3 separate regions of the Mus musculus genome follow, and regions 1 and 2 are each linked to region 3. A link is a contact called in public HiChIP or PLAC-seq and promoter capture Hi-C data. All regions are on one chromosome and are shown on one strand. The core of a region is the stretch at or near the end of the contact, and the rest is flanking DNA. Distances in the headings are between cores, read along the strand shown. Region 1 has its middle 26 kb from the start of Ush2a. Region 2 holds the start of Bpnt1 (3'(2'), 5'-bisphosphate nucleotidase 1). Region 3 holds the start of Spata17 (spermatogenesis associated 17).

Region 1 (3,794 bases), core at 9-2,508, 1.0 Mb before region 3:
CAGTGCTGTGTATGATAGCTATTGTGCTTAATGTTGAAATAAAATAAAGAGAATTTATTTTACATTTTTTTATATTGCCTTCTGTATGAGAAACTATATCTGCACACTGTGATTGTCTTTGGTCAAGATTATCTCTTTAATGTCATGGGAACTGTCAGATTTCCACTTGGTGAAATTCAACATGTATAAGCAAGGCAGACTTGATCTTTCTCATGCCACTCTGACTCCTGAGTCAAGAAAATGGTGATGGAATTACACAGCCTTAATTGTGTCTAAAGCATACATGGCGACGACCCTTCTTCTAGCTTCATTCCACACTGTAGATGGAGACAGCCATGGCCAAGTCATCCTCAGCAGCCTCTTCCATCTAGCTCCTGATGCAGATACATAAGGGACCATTGCATCAGCAGGACACAGGATCCCCAGATGTAGACACAGTGGCTCCATTCACCTTTTCTCCATTGCTTAGGATAAAGAGGGCAGGAAGAGTCACCTGCGCAGAGCAGGAAACACATGAAAGACAAACAAAGCAAGAACAAATAACGGCTCCAGGCTTAGCTGTCTGCGCCCTAAATTATATATTCTTACTGATTAAAATGTTAATAATTTAGAAAGTTTGGGGATTAAACATGAAATTGCTAAGAAGTAAATAACTGAGCAAAGATCTAAACGGAAAGGCAGATTGTAGCCCCAAACTGAAGCCTGAGGCGTCACAGGGTAGCTCTCAGGTGCTCGACAGTCAGACGACATGGCTGTTAGGGGACTTCTGCTGGACAGTGAAGGAGAACTCTGTCCATGTCTGCTTCTATAACTTAAACTGTGTTCCACCACCCTCATTCACTACTAAGAGGCAAAGAAAAGGAAAATGTAAAGTTAAATAAATTTGGTGAGAAAACATCAAGAACCCCCACACATACATACACACACACACACACACACACACACACATATACATACACACATACACATACGTACATACACATACACTCATACACACACATACACATACATACACACACATACACACACATATACTTACATACACACACATACACTGAGTAGGCCAGCTCCATCCTGTCTGCCTCAACCCTTCCATTTCAGAATCACCTAATTTGTATCTCCCCATATCTTCCCATATCTAAATGCTGAGGCAGAGAAAATGCATTACATTTCTTCTGCCTGGTGAAGAGACCAGAGCTGGAGGAGGCCAGAGCCTCCCAAGAAGTGTGATGAGCAGAAGTATGCCAGCCCATGGCCTTGATGGAGCCCAAGGAAGCTCGTTAACTATGGTGTGACAGGGAGAGGGACAGCAGAAGACAGAACAATAAACAAGATAGCAGCCAGCAGGCCTTTACACTTCACAGGAAGCCCCCTCCCAAATCTCCAAAAGTCCCGAAGACTCATGATAATAACCAGAGTCTTCCTGTGTCCTCTAAAGACCTGGGTGAGTTCTGAAGTCTGTTTAATAATACAGTCTAGGGATTTTGAGTTCAGAAGAAGGAAGGTACAAAGTTCAGGAAAGAGAGAGAAAGTCAAATACTACAGAGAACGTTACTTCCTTACCATTACATAGCACAACAGTGTGATGCTACATGATACCCACAAAGCAATGCTCATGGTGGGGATAATAAAGACGACATCGGTATTCAAATCTGAAGGGACTGAGGGATCTCATAACTAAACACTTCCCACTGTGAGAAGGAATAGAGACCAGTCCGGGACACGCTGAAGAGCTTGAGGTATGATGGACAGAGTTGAACTAAATGAAGAGGAACATCGCATCTGTTAGCATGCACTGTAATTCCATTTGGTAGAGCGCATGCTCGAGGCTAAGAAGTGCAAGTGTAACTAAACAATCTTTCAAGTGTCATGAATACCTGAGGAGAGATAAATACAAGCTTAATGCATTTTGTCTAAATCAAAGACAGCCAAGAAAGGGCAGTAACAGAGTCTACTGTAGACACAGATGTGACCAATAATTTCCTTGAAAATAGAGTTTAGGATGGCCATTAATATTTCATATCAAATGAAAATATTACATTACTATTTAAATTTAGCCGTTTGTAACAACACAATGACTAGGGAGCGGAAATGAGATTGCTGACCTACTATATTAGGATATGGATCTTACATTTCTACACGCCGAGTCATTCTATAACTTTATAAAGGAGAATTTGCTCAGGAGCTAGGTCAATGATTAAGAGGACAGAGGTAACTGAATAAAAGGCAAACTTCCCCATCTATGAAGGAGATGTAGATTTTAAATCAGGAATCAACTTCTCCATTATTGGTTGTTGTTCCCATGGCATGATAATTTATTATTCATTATCAGGATCTCTGAAGTCACCTTCCAGCTCTCCCATTTATCAGCACTGTAACTTGTCCATGAGGCCCTTAATGTTTCAGCTTGCCCATTTGTAGAAGAGGGATATTCCCAGCACACATCATGTGTGCAGAGACATGTGTGTGAGGAGTAATATAGAGCACTTGGGCAGAGCCGACACATAGCATATGCTACTGAAGGCTCTACAGACACACCCATTTCCACTGGTGTTGACATCCTTTAAAGTTCATATGGCATTTTAGCATTTCAGAAACTTATCTATGACCTAGGCATGAAGGTACAGGCCCATAGTGCTAGCATGTCTGAGGCCAATCTGTCCTACAAAATAAGACCCTGTCTCTAGTAAACAACAACACCAACAACAACAAAAAATGTATATTTATCTACCTTAATCTTTCTAACAGAACCAAGAGCCAGGTGGCCTTAGCTACATAGTTAAGAACCACTGTACAGTTTGCAGAGATTCTGAATACTATTTCCAAACTCTTGTCAAATTTTCTCCATCCATAGCTGTCTTTTACATAAATTGTAAAGAGTGAGAGCCTTGATTTCCTTTATCTGTCAACCCTCTTCTTCCCACCAGTCTTATTTCAAGAGGACTTAAAGTGACATATTTCCCCGAGTCTCCTATGTTATGGAAGCTCCAGATAATAATAAATGACGAAGCTTAGAATCAGCAACCAGGTGCCTGCCATGTCTGTAAAAACAGAACACAGAGCTGTAAACACAGTGGATCAGTTTATGACTAAAGAGCAGTGCCTTCCATCCCCTTCCAAGTACCCAAGATGCCTCTGTCAGCTCAAGGAAATATGGAGGCCAATATTTACAGAGATTATTCTAGAAGGTAATGGCAATAATCCTCACAATTAGATAATAGAGCCTCTCCATATTAACATAAATGATATTTAAAAATGGAAGCATTAAGCCACTGGGATCATAAGCTCCAATATTAATGGGGCACATAAACAGGAAAAAATGGTTTTGTGCTATTTAATCTCAAAAAAGGCTTAATGACCCTTATCTGATTATCAAAACAACAGAAGCAACTGTATTAGATAAATAGGACATTATGACTACTGCTAACTGGTAAGCAGCTTGAAAATATCTAAATGAGTGTGTTTTTAATTCAACCATAAGAGTCACAGGAGGAATACTAAAGAGATGTCCTGGGTATGGCTATGACATTGGAAAACTTGAACATGCAAGAGGGAGAGAGGAAAGCTGTCTCTCAGAAAAGACACCAAAGCACAACCTGAGGACGTGGTTAATTACATTGTGGATTCTACAGCTGCAGATACACGAATCCTCAGATCAATAAAGTCTCTAAACGAAAGGGTAAGTGCTCTGCACACACCACACCTTAGCACCACACTGGGTACTCAGTCCAAAGAGACTCAAATGCTGCTGCCTGGAGTTTGGTTAATTTTGCTTGTGGAATGAAATCTTTTCT
Region 2 (3,549 bases), core at 195-2,694, 1.9 Mb after region 3:
CAATATCTCTCAGTAAAATTCCAGAAATGAATCCAAACATACTACTAAGGGTGGTATTTTAAATCCAAGAAAGAAGCAGATGAATGTATGACACTGCCTAGCCCTTGGGACGAGACACAGGAAGATCCTGGATTTGAGGTGGGCTACACCGCAAGATCCTGTCTCAAAAGAAAAAAGGAGAGAGGAAAAAGAAAAGAAAGGAAAAGGAGGAAAGCCACTCGCACACAAATAGCAACTGGTAGAGCTTCAAAAACAGTTGGATCTTTCTTACATTCTTATTAAAATACGTTCCAGGTAAAATGGTTCCGCTGGTAAAGGTGCTTGCCGCTAAGCCTGAGAACTTGAATTCAAATACAGTGAAAGGAGAGAACTGACTCCTGCAAGCAGCCCTCCATCCTCCACCCAAACACCTGTGGCACCTGTACACACACACACACACACACACACACACACACACACAGCCAATGCTGGGTTTTGTTGTTGTTGTTTAATGTTCCAGGAAGTCCTGGCTGGAAGCACATGTACCTTGGATTTGAAGCCAGTCTAACAGTTTTCTCTCTCAGTCTAGTAGATTTAAATTAAGGTAGAAACTACAAGAAGTATAGGAATGGCTTTATAAACTTGAAAAGGGCCATTAAAACATAAAACTAAGTGTATTAACACATTTACACAGAAATTAAAACTTCTACATGTCCAAAATGCCACAAGCAAAGCCAGTTCATACCATATAACAGGAGAGGAAAGTCCTGTATCCCCAGTAACAACTGGGCTGTTTTGTTTGGGGCAAGAACAGTTGACAAGCCATTTCCAGAAAGAGAAAGGTGCTTATCACTAAATACACGAAATGCTCAGTCTACTGAATTTAAACGAAATGCAAACCTCCAGCCTGAGAAGTGATTAAGGTTGCCACACGAAATCGTTTGCCCAGTCTGCAGGGATCGAGGAAACGTGTCCCTACTGGAGCCCTCCAACAAAAACAAAATGTATACATGGGTTCGACGCAGCTCTTCTATTCCTGGTTAAATAAATCACAGCAGCCTACTGATGCAAAGAAATGACGACTGAAAGGATCTTTGCTATTCTGAAGTTTCTAAATACGGATGCGAAAGTCAAGTTTAACTCTGTAGTTTATTCCACTATGAAAGAGAAGGTCCAGATAGACAACCACATGTGGCCACTCAAGCTTCTAGAAGCGTCTGAACGACGAGCAGTGTAGCAGTGTAGTGTTTGGGATTACAACCCCTGGCACTCCTCTAATCTGTGCCAGGGGTGGGCAGTTACCTGAACAACAAGAAACCAGGGCCGCCTGAGCCTCTGCGTTGCAGCGGGAGAAACTTACACTCAGCCTGGTGTCCCCTAAGCGCTGTCCGGCCTGGTGGCTCGCTGTCCGGGAACCGGCTGCCTCCAAGTCCACTGGTCCAATGCTGTGAGAAGGACAGCGGCTGCGCGTGCGCGAGGTCGGCGCAGGCGCACACAGGTCCCCGCGCGCTCCCGGCTGTCGGGGGAACCCGTTTCTGAGCGTTCTGCGCAGGTTTTCGCTACTTGTCGTCAGAGCCTGAGTTCCCAGGCCGTTCCTGGGTGCTGGTTTCTGGCATCTTGGCGTCACCGCCACAGTTTTTGCTTGTTTTCTCCCCTAACTTAGCTGCGACTGCACAGGTGCCACCACGCTGGCTTGCCTTTGGTTTTTAGTGAGTTGCCTTTGTGGGATTCTTTTGATAAAAGCAACACTTTTTTTTTTTCCCTTAAAAAATTTCTCATGCCGTTATTTTATGAGGATAATAATAAAAAGATTTTGTTTTTATGTGTTTTCTGCGACTCTCAAACCTTAGTTAATAGAGGCAAACCATAACTTATTTGTTCATATATATTTGTTAATATATATTTGTTCATATACATGCATATATTCATATACATTCATATAAACACACACACGGTATCATTCAGGCAGGCCTCGAATTCTTGGCAGTCCTACCTCAGCTTTTCCTGTACTACACACTCCTATTCTCACCAGCCCAGCGAGAAATGTCCACACACACCACTTACATATCGCTAGGATTGGGAAAGACTTTTTTTTTTTAATTTATTTATTTTATGTATATGAGTACACTGCAGCTATCTTCAGACAGACCAGAAGAGGGCATCTGATTCCATTACAGATGGTTGTGAACCACCATGTGGTCGCTGGGAATTGAACTCAGGATCTCTGGAAGAGGAGTCAGTGCTCTTAACAGCTGAGCCACCTCTCCAGCCCTGGGAAAGACTTCTTTAGTTTATTTCATTTACTCTGTATTTAGACATACCTTTCAGGTGTGGTAAAAATGTCTACAACACACACCCTCTAAAGCCGTACACTGGATGCTGGTGGGATGGCTCAGCAGGCAGTTTGGAGCACACGTTCTTCCAGAGCACTGGGGTTTGGTTCCCAGCACAGGCTCACAACTATCCAAACCTCTAGTTCCATGGTGCTCCACAACCTCTTCTGACCTCCTCTGGTACCAGACACACAAATGGTGCACATAAATACACCCAGGCAAAGACTCATACACATAAATAAATCAAAAAACAAAACAAAACAAAACAAAACAAAACAAAAAACTTAACAGTCCATACATTAGTTTTTGTAGTTACATTGTAACGGCGTAACAATTGCCATAAATACGGACAGATACATTCTCTCTCATGGATTTAGCTTAGCCACTGAGATGCAGAGTCCACCGGCACTCTGGGAAGTATGCCTCTTTCATGAGCTCACAGTATCTTTGTAGGGAGAATTCTGGAGTTTTGTTTTTTTTGTTTTTGTTTGTTTTTAAAAAAACAGACAAACAAATGTTTTTGCTTGAATCCCAGATGCGGGGATATGGGGCTGCTTCAGACCATCCAACTATGACAGCGGCTGCTGACTCTGATTTGCCTCTTGCCCTAGCAGAGGCGTGGTTTTGCTACCTGTGGATAATTTCTGTGATTGTATGATATTTGAAATCAACTTTTCAGATGGTATATAAATGCTAAAGAGTGGAGACAGGGTGGCATAGTTGTGCTCACAGAGAAAATAAGATTGGGGTCTGTATCTCTTTTTCTCTCCTCTATCATTGTTCTTCTCCTATCTAGAGGTAGAGGATGAAACTGGGAGAATAAAGCATGGGAAAAGAATCCACAAAGTAGCTCAGACCAGCTACATATCTTCTCATAGGGTTTCCCAGAAAACAGCCTAGTTGATTGAATACAGCTAGTTGTTCTGGAGAGTTTGGTGGTAATGTTTTCTTCATGCTGCTGTGAGATGACAGCTGTCAGTCAGGTTCTCAAATGGGAAACTACAGTTCAGAGAACGGTATTGTAAATGCTGTCATTTACTACAGAGCAGGGGAGATGGTGGTACAAACAGGAGAATTCACAAAAACGCTTAAACACCGTGTATAATTCCAGGTGCGGGGGAAGGCCCGCATCCCCCGAGCCAGCTGCTTAGAAAGACTAACCATATGGGCCAGCTCTTTGTTTCTGAGAGACCCTAACTCCTTGAATGAGGTGAAAGAGGCATGGAAGATGATTCCC
Region 3 (3,520 bases), core at 796-3,295:
CATGCACACTAACTAGAAAAGAAAGGTCCTGGTTTTGTGTAACACGCTTCTTCGGACAGTTAAGACTCATTTTAAGGTGGCCAGTGGTGGCACACACCTTTGATCCCAGCACTTGGGAGGCTGAGGCAGGCAGATTTCTGAGTTCAAGGGCAGCTTGTTCTACAGAATGAGTTCCAGGACAGCCAGAGCTACACAGAGAAACCCTGTCTCAAAAAAAACCAAAGAGAGAGAGAGAGAGAGAGAGAGAGAGACTGACTCATTTTAAGACTTTCTTTCAAAAGCACCAGCTGATAGGTGCTAATGATATTCTGGTCTCACTCATTACAAAAGATGAGTTGTTTAGCAAGTAAAAACACTACTGCAAGTAACTCCAGTTTAGAGTAATAGCGCGTCAAGTAATAGCCAGTAATACACAGCGCTATCTATGCATGATAGGAGACAGAAAGCACAATGAAGAATAAATGGGGTCACCGGTTGGTTTGTGTGTTTATGTCAACTAGCACACAAATGACTTCCTTTCTATTAGGACCAGACCAATCTACTGAACACTTCCGTTCCTTACCAGGCTCTGAACATTGAAGCATTAAGTACACTTTAGAGGAAACACCAGGATGTAGGGAAGTTCCTTTATCTTGTTTTCTGTGGTGGTTCCTACCACATGTACAACTGCCAAAGCTAAGAAAAACTAGTGCATTGTGACCTGCGTCTCTTGTTCCAAGCTGAGTGCAACAATTACAATTGCTCATTTAAAAAGCTTCTCCTGGGCTGGTGAGATGGCTCAGTGGGTTAGAGCACCCGACTGCTCTTCCGAAGGTCCAGAGTTCAAATCCCAGCAACCACATGGTGGCTCACAACCATCCGTAACAAGATCTGACTCCCTCTTCTGGTATCCCTGAAGACAGCTACAATGTACTTACATATAATAAATAAATAAATCTTTAAAAAAATAAAAATAAAAATAAAAAAAAAAAATAAAAAGCTTCTCCTAGTATTCTAACTGAAAATCGTGAGAACTTAAAAGCTACAAGAAAAACAACACTGGTTAGAAATGGTCTCTAGAGAGGAACCAAATAAGCCATCTGACCTAAGATATTCTTTTAACTTTTCAGTTATCGGTGATGCTAAACAATCAGACATCACAGCCCACTGGCAGGAACTTTAAAAATCACAGTTCTTGACTTACTGGTCAGATTTTTATGTTTCAAGATGGACCGCAAGACATCTACTTTCTTGTTACACTAACGTTTCTCTGAAAAGCGTTGGAACAAACGGGGGGTGGGGGTGGGGGTGGAGGTTGGGCGACCAGGGTTTTCAACTAGAAAATCCAAAACTGAGCTATCATCTCTGGTACTCAGGGGCACAGGACAACTTTGCCTCTTAAATTTTCTGTACCTGCGAGTCTCCTACAGCAGGGATGTCATTAAAGATCAAGTGTGATTTGCGAAAGCAGTTTGGAAACTTACAGCAGTGGACCAGGGTACCCTAAAGACAAATTCCAACCTGGGGCTACTGGAAAACGCCCCTTTCCCATAAACTAGGACAGAGCCTCCAGGGCGGTGGAAAACTTCTAGGCTTTACACGAACCGAGCTGCGCAGGGAGTACAAGAGCCTGGTGTCTCTGCTACTAAGAAACTTCTGGGACTGGGAATTTCTGTGATCTTGTCAACCACGGAATCTAGTACAATGTGGCCGGTTTGGCAGGGACAACGGGAACGCGGCCTGAAGAAACTTGGTGCACGGCCGTCTCTGACCCGGAGCCCCGCGAGCTGCTCGCCGGCTCGCTCGCCCCGTTCCCAACCGCCCGCCGGGCTCACCAGCTCTTCCCGGCGGCGGTTCCGATCGCTGGGCGCCCGTCGGCCCCAAACATCAACGACACCCGGGAGCGCGGCCTCGAGGCTCAGGCCCGAGGACCGACTCCAACTCCCGCAGCCCCGGCCAATTCCACACAGGACTTCAGCATTTTGAGAGCAACTTCCGGAAGCCGGCTGGAGGCGGAAACCGGAAACCGGAAGCGACCATTCGCTCACCTTAGCCTACCCTGACCCTTCCCATCAGCAGCTCGAAATTCCAGGAGAAAGGGGCGAGTCGACTCAAGTCTGGTCTCACGTGTACAAATCCGATTTCTCTGTCCAGTTGCTTGAAACTGAAACAGAGTGAAAGGAAAGGCCGATAAGTCGGAAGTGACCTTGGTTCAGCCCAGTTGCCATGGAGACTAATAGTAACAATTTTGGTGAACTCCAGGAGTTGAAGGACATGGCTACTTTAGCCAAGCTGCTGGCGCGGGCACCCTTTCTAGAAAGTCAGTACTACTTTAGGAACCGGTGAGTAGTGAAGAGAGGGGTCTCAGAAGATGTTTACTGTTAACAAATTACTTAATTCAGGAAATAATTCTAAATTCTTCTTCTCCCCATGGGGATTCAAACATGATCAGAAGTTTATATATATATATATATATAATCAATCACAAGTGGATTATATATACATTGACAAGTCATTAATAAGTTAATATTCTCTAAGGAAGATCCCAGAATAGAGAATTATTAAGGGCCGCCCTAAATGAAGTAAACCCCGACTGGGGAAACAGGCAGGAGGATGACTGTGAGTCCAGTCCAGCCTGGGCAACACAGAAAATTCAAGGCTGCCCTGGGCAACATTTGGGAGTCTTCCTCAAAATACTGTTTTGTTTTGTGGGGCTTTTTTTTTTTCGACATTTTAAAATAATCACTGAGAAATTTGGTTTGGTGAAACCTATTTTATACAATGTAGGTCTAGTGGCCTAATTAACGTTAACCAGGCTTACCCAGGTAGTTCCATGAATTCAGAATATCAATGTCCAAATGGGAATTTGAGCTTCACTTAATCTCACAAACATCACAGAATTCAATTCATCTGTGATTCATTTGTCCAAGTGAAGTTTCTATACCATTGTGACAAGATAATTGGTACAGTAAATGGGCAAGAGCTAAGGCAGCATTCTCACCCCCCACACCTAAACTTCCTCTCCATGAAAAGGGGACATTGAAACTAGAAGCAATGGCCCAGTGGTTTTCAAAACTTAGAAGGAATCACAAAAAGTACATTACAAAAAGTGTGATAAATTATAGCAGACCAGCAGTGACCAAGTCAGTGTGAGAAAGTCCTGATAAGCTATTCTTATCCTAACATACATCTCAACTATAGTTTTGCTATTTCATCGTGAACCTCTAGCAACTACAGTGATAATTCAATCTTGTAACTTTTGTGAGAAACTATGGATTTTCTTGCTAGAAGTAGGCCAATGTTGCTTTTTTTCTTGCCTCTTAGTTTAACCATTATTTCAGCCTGTACTGTCTTGCTTCCTGAAATGGAATAGCTACAACAGTTATTTAGTGAATAATCACATTACCGAAGCTTCCAATTAATCATCTTTAAATAAGCATAGCCATTGCGCAATGGAATTCTTATACTTAACATTCAGAGATCATATAGTATTCATTTAGAGTTATGTGGCAGGCTCCTGCTTGTTCATGACCTCAGTGTG

What was found. Promoter capture Hi-C pulls out the DNA fragments that hold promoters and counts their contacts. HiChIP or PLAC-seq counts read pairs in DNA pulled down with a chosen protein or histone mark.
Region 1: a promoter capture Hi-C map of the HPC-7 cell line shows a contact between it and region 3, with 2.2 times the contacts expected there. The contact joins the enhancer-like site here to the promoter of Spata17 in region 3. A contact is called at or near these places in 6 of 39 promoter capture datasets (the 3T3-L1 cell line, 3T3-L1-derived adipocytes, the HPC-7 cell line and 2 more) and 1 of 115 datasets of contacts at active chromatin or transcription factors (the NIH/3T3 cell line).
Region 2: an H3K27ac HiChIP or PLAC-seq map of extraembryonic endoderm stem cells shows a contact between it and region 3, with 7 times the contacts expected there. The contact joins the promoter of Bpnt1 here to the promoter of Spata17 in region 3. A contact is called at or near these places in 2 of 39 promoter capture datasets (liver and pre-B cells) and 1 of 115 datasets of contacts at active chromatin or transcription factors (extraembryonic endoderm stem cells).

The regions. Positions count from the first base shown.
Region 1 is chr1:188,234,790-188,238,583 of GRCm38.p6, reverse strand. No RefSeq gene overlaps it. Among named protein-coding and RNA genes, the nearest start is that of Ush2a, 26 kb to the left of the region's middle. Within about 2 kb of position 1,258, at least 3 of the 459 cell types and tissues checked have an H3K27ac peak or open chromatin away from gene starts, as enhancers often do. A contact at or near this core is called in the HPC-7 cell line, where this site is marked.
Region 2 is chr1:185,330,054-185,333,602 of GRCm38.p6, reverse strand. Bpnt1 (3'(2'), 5'-bisphosphate nucleotidase 1) reads right to left here and starts at 1,444. Exons shown (of 9, transcript NM_011794.3): 1 at 1,340-1,444.
Region 3 is chr1:187,213,971-187,217,490 of GRCm38.p6, reverse strand. It overlaps Spata17 (spermatogenesis associated 17), which reads left to right and starts at 2,045. Exons shown (of 10, transcript NM_028848.3): 1 at 2,045-2,321. The coding sequence starts at 2,206. It overlaps Gpatch2 (G patch domain containing 2), which reads right to left and starts at 1,980. Exons shown (of 10, transcript NM_026367.4): 1 at 1,815-1,980. The coding sequence starts at 1,867.